2 separate regions of the Canis lupus genome follow, and region 1 is linked to region 2. A link is a contact called in public Hi-C data. All regions are on one chromosome and are shown on one strand. Each heading gives the region's core, a stretch centred on a gene start, on an enhancer-like site or on the middle of the called end of the contact. The rest is flanking DNA. Distances are from core to core; before and after follow the strand shown. Region 1 overlaps GMDS (GDP-mannose 4,6 dehydratase). Region 2 holds the start of FOXC1 (forkhead box protein C1).

What was found. Hi-C and Micro-C count contacts between places; a contact is called where the count stands out from the background.
Region 1: a Hi-C map of blood shows a contact between it and region 2, with 4 times the contacts expected there. The contact joins the enhancer-like site here to the promoter of FOXC1 in region 2. A contact is called at or near these places in 5 of 9 Hi-C or Micro-C datasets (amygdala, blood, liver and 1 more).

Annotation. Positions count from the first base shown.
Region 1 is chr35:3,783,093-3,787,296 of UU_Cfam_GSD_1.0, reverse strand. The region is part of intron 4 of GMDS (GDP-mannose 4,6 dehydratase); the gene reads left to right. Among named protein-coding and RNA genes, the nearest start is that of GMDS, 150 kb to the left of the region's middle. Within about 2 kb of position 2,131, at least 4 of the 20 cell types and tissues checked have an H3K27ac peak or open chromatin away from gene starts, as enhancers often do. A contact at or near this core is called in blood, where this site is marked.
Region 2 is chr35:3,342,576-3,347,144 of UU_Cfam_GSD_1.0, reverse strand. It overlaps FOXC1 (forkhead box protein C1), which reads right to left and starts at 2,954. Exons shown (of 1, transcript XM_038583957.1): 1 at 1-2,954. The coding sequence starts at 2,911. The coding sequence ends at 1,196.

The sequences.
Region 1 (4,204 bases), core at 882-3,381, 440 kb before region 2:
AATTCTCTTTGTTAGATTCTTAAAATTGGTACAGTAAAATAAAATGAAACCTTTTCTATTTCAAAAAGTTTAGTGCGTAAATTTTGTTTTAATTTCTACTTATTAAGTATTGGATACCTTACCAGTGCCAAAAAGAAATAAATTGTAAGAAAATTGCTATAATTTAGATCTCCATTTTTTGAAAAATGTCTAACGTGAAAGATTAGTAGGCATCATTATGTTATTTTCTTTAGTAACATTCACATAATATGTACATTGTTTATGAATGTTAATAAAAAACCATCCATGATGAGTTTAAATTTGCTTTATTTACAGGTAAATATGCATAAAGTCTTGGCATGGCTTGTTAAACCCTGTTAAGTTTGTCATTAGAACAACTTAGACCAAAAATTCCTTAAAAAATGTTGAATCTTAAACAATGAGCTCAACTTCTATATTAGGATTCTAGTGTTGAAGATTAAAATGAAACGTGTTGATGATTAAAATGAAGTGTTCTCTGAATGACAAAGATTATGCTGATAGCAGTTTTGCAGTTACTGTACATGGCAGACTGGCAGAGGCGAGGCAGTCAGGGTCAGCTTTTCATTCTATTTGGTAAATCAGAGTAAAACGTTTTCCTGAGTTTCCTTTCTACTCCCAACCCCATATGCTTTGTTTGTGTCAGTTTTTCTTAATAGTAAAATGTCTTTTAGAAATCAATAGTATTGACAACATTTAAGGAACATTCTTTATGACTGTTAACATATATCATTAGTCCTGATTGGAAATATCAATTTTTACCTTCACTGTGTGGATTGCTAGATGGTTTAGTAGAGGAAAGTTTTGTTTGTTTGTTTGTTTGTTTGTTTGCTTGCTTGCTTTGTTTTGGTTACCTTTACCATATGGCTCACACTGGAGTGATTTTGTTGGTTTTTTTGAACTGACATTCGTCAGGACAATTGAAAACCAACATAGGCAATACTAACGGGGAGGTTGACAGGCTCTTCAGGTTCTGATGTATTTCTCTGTCTTCTCTATTTTTATTTATTTTTTAAAGGATCTTATTAATTTATTCCTGAGAGACACAGAGAGAAACAGAGACATAGAGGGACAAACAGGCTCCCCACAGGGATCCCCAGACCCGGATCACATCCTGAGCCAAAGGCAGATGCTCAACCACTGAGCCACCCAGGCGTCCCTCTCTGTCTTCTTTAGAAAAGAATATTTGAGTGTTTAATGGAAATGGTTAATTATTAAATCACAGTACTTGAGTTATTGGTAGTTTAAATAATGCGAATAAATACTTTTTTATCTGGTTGCTTTACATTCACTTAGTATTAAATATTATGAGATTGTTTTGGTTAAATGATCTTTTTTCATTATAGTGTTTGGCAAGATTATTTAGATTGCACTTTAGCAAAAGTTCGTTCATTTTATTGTAATTATTTAAGTGACTTAAAACTTCACCTTTTCTTGTCACTTTCTTTTCCAAACAGAACTGTAGAAGTTGCCATACTAGCTAAAATTTATCAGCAGCAATAATGAAACTGTTGGCTTTAGTTTATTTTAAATAATGCATCCTCACTACTCTTTCAGTGTTAGGAAGTTGTTTATAGAAATTCCTGGTAAGCTTTGGCATTGTTGGCATTGTCGTGGGGGGAGGCAAATTACTCCTGAAGCTTCCCTTGTCATCTGTTGAGATTAGAGTTGGGATTCTTTTTTGCAACCCAGGAGGTTTTTGGTGCATGGAGGAGTGTTGTGCTCTTTTCTACACATAGATGGCAGCAAAGTGTTACAGACAGCGGAAGTCAACCTTGTTCCTATAATGAAAGATGAATGACACTATAAACTGACTTCTATCAACGTAGCTGCCTGTGTCCTGTAGTTAAACATAAAATAAGAAAGAAAGCCACTATTGATAACACAAGAATATAGGAGAATGAAGAAGGCTGTGAGAAGCTATAATACACTGCATTTCTGGACAAATCCCAGGTGGGAAGGCTTAATCTTTTAAGGTATGTCATCCACTCCTGTAAGATGATAGAAATCAGCTAAGATAATATGCATGTCAAAATAAAGAGACAGCTCAGGGCTGAGGGGCGGTAGGGAAAGAGGGAAGTAAAAGAGAAACCGTACACAAGTTGCAGCGGCAAGTAATGGCCTGCTGCCTGAGGGTACTGTAGAGTTTGGCCTGCATGTCTCCTTCTTAGTTAAGCAAGTTACAAAGAGGAAATGTCAGTCCACGAATCAGACAAACATTCCATGGGAACATTTGCTCAAATGTCAGCATTTTAGAAAATAGAACTGCAGTCTGTTATGGTCTGGTCCCCACGCTGGATTTGCTATTAAACACACAAGTGCAAATATATATTTCTTCAGAATGCATTTGCAATTAAGGAGTCATTTTATGTCTTAATTAGCATTCCTGAATAATGACATAATCACTATAAAAGATGACAGTCATCATTATAATTAATATTTAATATGTGTCTGTTTCTGAGGACCTTTCTGTGGCTTCCCACAAATTTCCAAGGTAATTTTCAAGTTGTAGAATTAAATTTGGTAAAATCACAGACATGGGGATCTAATGAAGTAAAATCATATTTATTAGAAACCTGAGATACGGAGGCAAGTTATAAAAAAGCAATTTGTAACATGTCCTGAGCTATCGAATCATGTCAGTATCTTACTAGTTATAAACATAATAAGGGCTCCTTAATGCCTCTAATGTAATGGTAATGTTGTTCAAGAAAACATTTCCGTACCCTTTAGTTTTTTTTCTGATCCACTCTCATGCGATTTAGTACCACAGACTAATCTCTGTGTCACAAAATTGATTCCAAAGGTGTGTATAACAACTTGCTCAAACGCAGTGTCTGGCAAGTCTCTCTTGTGACAGCAACTTATTTCTCACATAATTATTTTTTTAGTAAATTTGATATCTTAACAACCCTTCCCCTCATTTCTGGGTTCAAAAAATAACACTTAATATAATTTATTTCTCATACTTAATAAAGGCTTACTTGAGAGTATATTGCCATTCACTCTGTAGCTGCTTCAAGCAAACGAGGTTAGAAGGGAATGTGGTTTGCCAGGGTGTGCGGTGGTTTCCAGCCCCATTTGCTGTGCACTGTAATGGGCCTCAATGTTGTTTTAATGAAGCATAAAACATATTCCGGCTGCTTCTTGTTACTTATTAATGATTAAATGGTTACACTCTGTCATAGTGGTAGAAAAAGAAGATACCCCCATACATATATTCTGTTTTTTAAATCCCTTTTGTTAACTTCAGTGTGTACACATAGATAGGTCTGTGTTACTCTGATTTTTTTTTTTAATTGTAGGCTGTATAAGTACAAGAAGTAAAAAAATTTGTACTAATCAAAATTTCAATTTGATTGTAGGGGTAATTTTTTTCATAATTTTGTGGGCTTTTAATTAAATGGAATTTTGTAAGATGAACTTGCATAGTCATACAATTCTTAAAACCAAAGTGAAGGCTGTTCAGATTTGTCACAATAATGTGTAAATTTCTTTATAAATCATTATCAAAATATCAAATATATTTGTTTTAGATTTAGATATAAATATAATTTGTTTTAGACTGACATCTGCTGTTTGGAACCAACTTTTAACCAGAATATAATACGTTTTGCAGGTGACAGCATACTTTTTCTTTCATACTCTTTGTCCCTTTTTGGCAGTATTAGATTTAGACTGTGTGCTTTTTCTTAATGGGATAGTATGATGCAGATTATTTATGTGACCTTTTCACTGCTGCAGTTTTCATAAAAAGGGCAGTATTGCAACACCACTTCCTTCAACTGCCTGGTTTCAAAGAGTCATGTCTAAAGTAGGCAAATGTAACAGAAGAACTTTGTTTAAAATTTTTTTAAACCCAGTATTTTGATTTTTAAAAATATTAGCATGGGCACATCAATTTTTTTGATAAAATTTTGTAAATATTTTACATAAATAATTAAATGTTGAATGAATAAAATTTAAAAATTTTGCTTATAACTTTTTAAATGGATTTGAGAAAAGATATACTTTACAAATAATTTTTGACATACTTTTTCAACTAGAAAAAATAGACTTTATGTGAGTTATAGAGTTCTTTAAAAATTTATGGCATCTTATAACCAATTATAACTTGTGGTGGCTTCACATTTGTAAAATGACTAAATCCTATAAAGTCTTAGATGCTTGCAAATAATATAACAAT
Region 2 (4,569 bases), core at 1,705-4,204:
CATGGGCTTAAAATTTCCAGATCATGTTCTGTCCTTACTGAAAAAATATATATATATATTTGTATATATGCCAACTCAGACCTGTTTAGGAAAATATCTTCTGACTAGCCACAAAGCAAGCTGACTATAGAGTACATTTTGCAGAAGACGTTGCAGGAAAAACAAATCTAAACAAAAAAGAGACTTTTAGGTGAAATTTGACAAGTTATAGTCAGAGGGTTTCTCCATTTCTCAGATATTTAGGAGGAGAATAGGTCATTTCTAGTGTTTTAATCTGAAATCTCTTTTTTTTCTTATAATAATTAAAGCTGTATTAAAGTATCCAGACATATAGATCTCATTCAAACTGAATGGTAATTTATTAATAAACAAACAGTGAATATGTTCAACAAAAAGAAAAAAAAAGATGATAGAATAAGATTAATACAGTTTCCCTTTTTATAATGAAAAAAAAAAGCACAATTTAAAGTTTCAGGCAATTTAACGTCAGGTTTTGGAAACACTTTCTGGCGTTTGGTCCACGACATCCAACTACAAATTAAAAATAAATTACTATATTGCAATTTACATTTTAAAACAAGTCCATGAATAAAAAGAAAGCGATTTTCATATACGGGGACTTTCCCCCCTCCTTTCAACATAGGATAAAATATCTTACAGGTGAGAGGTGGAGGAAAGAGAGGGCAGGGGAATGGGAGAGGGAGGGAGGGAGAGAGAGAGAGAGGAGGAACGCGTGATCTCCGAAAAGCAAGAAGAAACTTACGTGTTATCTGGAGTAACACTGTCCTTTAATAAACCATGATTTTTTGCTGTCTCTGTACAAAATAGTTTACCGTTTTGTCTATTTAGATAAGGCCAAGTGAAGGTGGCTCTGACTCTTTTCAGAAAAACAGTTTCCTTTGTGCTGGTGAGTTGCATTTTTGGAGGGATTCTGTTCGCTGGTTCGGTGAATGTTTTTCAAGGCTTTCTTTCCTTTCCTTTTTTTTTTTTTTTAATCGGATTCTTTTTTTTTTTTTTTTTTTTTTTTTTGGTTTCGATTTTGCAAGCCGGTGGTTCTTTCGGCTGTTCCTGCTTTGGGGGTTCGATTCATTCAGTTCGCAGTTCGTCCGGGCTGGGTGGTGGTGGCGGTGGCGGTGGCGGCGGTGGTCCAGGGGGGGTGGTGGGTGGATGCAGGGGCGGGCGGGGGCGGGGGGCGTCAGAACTTGCTGCAGTCGTAGACGAAGGCCCCGGACGTGCGGTACAGAGACTGGCTGGACGGGAAGGCCATCTGACAGCTGCTGTTCCCGTTCACCGGGGAGTTGTTGAGGCCCAGTCTCTGCGACTCGAACATCTCCCGCACCGAGTGGAAGTTCTGCTGCTGGCCCGGGTAGCCCGCGGCCGCCGCCGCCGCCGCCGCGCTCGCCAGGTGGCCCAGGTCTCCGCCCGCCTGGTTCAGGTACCACGAGGCGAGGCGGCCCTGGTGGGCCGCGGGGTGGTGGCCGCCGTCCTGCGCGCCGCCCGCGCCGTGGCTCAGGGCCGCGCCGCCGCTGCTGGTGGCCGGGGGCAGCGAGTAGTCGGGCAGGGCGTCGTCCACGGCCGGGCCGCCCGCGCCCCCCGGCGCGCCCTGCAGGTGGCCGCCGCGCTCGCCCGCCGCGTACAGGCTCATGGCCTGCAGGTTGCAGTGGTAGGTCCCCGCGCCCGCCGCGCCCCCGCCCGCGCCCGCGCCCGCGCCCCCGCCCGCGCCCCCGCCCGCGCCCGCGCCCGCGCCCCCGCCCGCGCCCGCGCCCTGGCCGCAGGGGGAGCCGTACAGGGAGCCCTGGCCCGGCGAGTAGGCGCCGAGCGCCAGCGCGGGCGCGAGCCCCGGGCGCGAGGCCCCGGCCGCCGCCGCCGCCGCCAGCAGGCCCGAGCCCAGCTCGGCCGCGGCCTGCGGCGACCCCCGCAGCGACGTCATGATGTTGTCCACGCTGAAGCCCTGGCCCAGGTGCGGCGGCGGCGGCGGCGCGGGCTGCGGGGGCGCGGGCGGGGCCGCGGGGTCCGCGCCGTCCAGGCTGAGCGCGCGCGCGGAGCCCAGGCCGCCGGGGGGGCTGCCGCCGCTGGACAGGCTGCTGCTGCTGCTGTCGGGGCTCTCGATCTTGGGCACGGCGGCCGGGGACAGGGGCTGGGGCGGCGAGGGGCACGTACCGTTCTCGGTCTTGATGTCCTGGATGCGCACGGGCGGCGGCTGCGGGGGCGCGGCGCCGTCGGGCTGCTCGGGCGCGGGCGGCGCGGGGGGCGCGGGGGGCGCGGGGGGCGCGCGGGCCTGCGGGGGCGGCGGCGGCGGCGGCGGCGGGGGCGCGGCGGGCGCGGCGGGCGGCTCCTTGGGGTGCAGCCGGTCCTTCTCCTCCTTGTCCTTGACCGCGTCCTTCTTCTTGAAGCGCCGCCGCCGCCGCAGGAAGCTGCCGTTCTCGAACATGTTGTAGGAGTCCGGGTCCAGCGTCCAGTAGCTGCCCTTGCCCGGCTTCTTGTCGTCGCGGGGCACCTTGACGAAGCACTCGTTGAGCGACAGGTTGTGGCGGATGCTGTTCTGCCAGCCCTGCTTATTGTCCCGGTAGAAGGGGAAGCGGTCCATGATGAACTGGTAGATGCCGTTGAGCGTGATCTTCTTGTCCGGGGCGTTCTGGATGGCCATGGTGATGAGCGCGATGTAGCTGTAGGGCGGCTTCACCATGTCCTTGGGCTGCGGCTGCGGCGGGTAGGGCCCGTAGGCGCGCGCCATGCCGCCCGGGTACTGCTCGGCGTGCGCCGGGTGCGAGTACACGCTCATGGGGGCCGGCATGGCGCCGTAGCCGCCCCCCGCCGCCGCGGCCGCCGCGCGGTAGTAGCTCTGCTCGCCGCCGAGGTAGGGCACCACTCCCAGGGAGTTGGGGCTGGACACGGAGTAGCGCGCCTGCATGGCCCCCGCTCGCCGAGTCCGGCCCGCGCAGCCGCCGCCTCCCGCCGCGCCGCTCCGGGCTGGGCGCTGGGCGCCGGGCGCCGGGCGCCGGGGGCCGGGGGCCGGGCCGGGCCGGGGCCGCGCCTCCCGGCCGCCGAGCGAGCGCGCAGCACGGGGCCAGCCGGCGCCCTCGCCGCCAGCCCGCCCGCGCCGCCCGGAGCCCGCGCCCGACCCGCGCCGAGCCTGCGCCCCGGAGCCCGCGCCCCGGAGCCCGCGCCCTCCGCTCGGCCAGGGGCGGGGGCAGCGCGCCGGCCGCCTTCCCGGGCCCCGCGTCACCTCCTCCGCAGGCTCCCGCGCGCCGGCCGCCTAAGGAAGCATGGGGAAAACTTCTGAACTTTTGAGCATCCGTCACCCAGGCGAGGACTTTTTTACGCAGTTACATTTTTTCCGGGCCGCGGAGCCCCGCCCCGCCCCGGCCGCGGCAGCCAATGGCAGGCGAGAACCGCCTCCGGAGGAGCCGGAGGCCGAGCCCCGGCGGCCCGCGCCCAGCTGCGGGAGGACCGCGGGGCTGGCCACACGCGCGCCGGCCGAGCGCGCCCCGCGCCCGCAGCCGGCCGCCCCCCCCCCCGCGCCCCGCGCGCCCCCCGCGCCTCCCCGCCGGCGGGACTCCCGGGTCCCCGCGGGCCGCGCGCCACGGCCCGGCCCCCCGGGCGCCCCACCCCACCCCACGCCACCCCACCCCACGCCCGCCCTCCGCCTCCCCGCGGGCCGCCGGGCTTCGCAGCCGGCTGCTTCCCTCGCCCCCCACCTGCGGCCTCCCTGGGCCCCGGGCCTGGAGGCGCCGCCGCAGCGTCGCCCCGGCCTCGCCTTCCTCGCCACCCCCACCCAGTAGGGACAGGGCAGGGGGCCCCGGGGCCGCGCCCGGACCGTGCCCAGGTAGGCTCCGCCCGCCCCACTCCAGGCCACCTGGCTCCCTCCCCGCCGCCCGGGGCGCCCGGCTCCGCGGCCCGCTGCTGGGGCCTCCCTCCCTCCCCGCAGACCTCCCCGCAGCGCCGCGCCGGGCCCGACCCCTAAGGCTCGCCCCTCGCCGCCCGCTCTCGTCGGGCCCCGCACGCTTCGGCTCAGAGGAGGGTCACGCTTCGGGCCCAGCGACGCGAGCAGGTGTGATGACAAGAAGCAAATAAACACACGCCCGAGAACCCCGCGCGTCTCCGCTCAGGCTCCATCCCCGCGCGCGCGTAACGGAGGTGCTGGGGGCAGAGGCGCAGAGGCGCGGGCGCCGCCGGTTCTGGGGGGCCCTGCGCGCCCGAGACTCGCAGGGCGGCCGGGGTGCAGCGGGGTGCAGCGGGGTGCAGACGAGGGAAGGAGAGAAGCGAAGGACTGCCCCCCCCCCCCTCCGCCTGCAACGCGGTTCTGCGTTTTGGCAACTGGAGAAAACACCCCTCTCACCCCCCACCCCCACCCCAACACTAGGTCCTTTACCAGAAGCCGGGAGGGTGGGGGGGCCTGGCAAGCTTAGGAACCCGTGAAGAAGAGTAGTGTGACGCATTTAACACCTCCACTCCCCCCCATTTCTGACAATCTTTAACTGCAAGAACGTGTTGGGAGCCCCTTTTGCCTTCCCAGCTGGAATCCCGGCTTCCTCCCTGCACAAAAATTCTCATTGTCGCTTCAGTTGT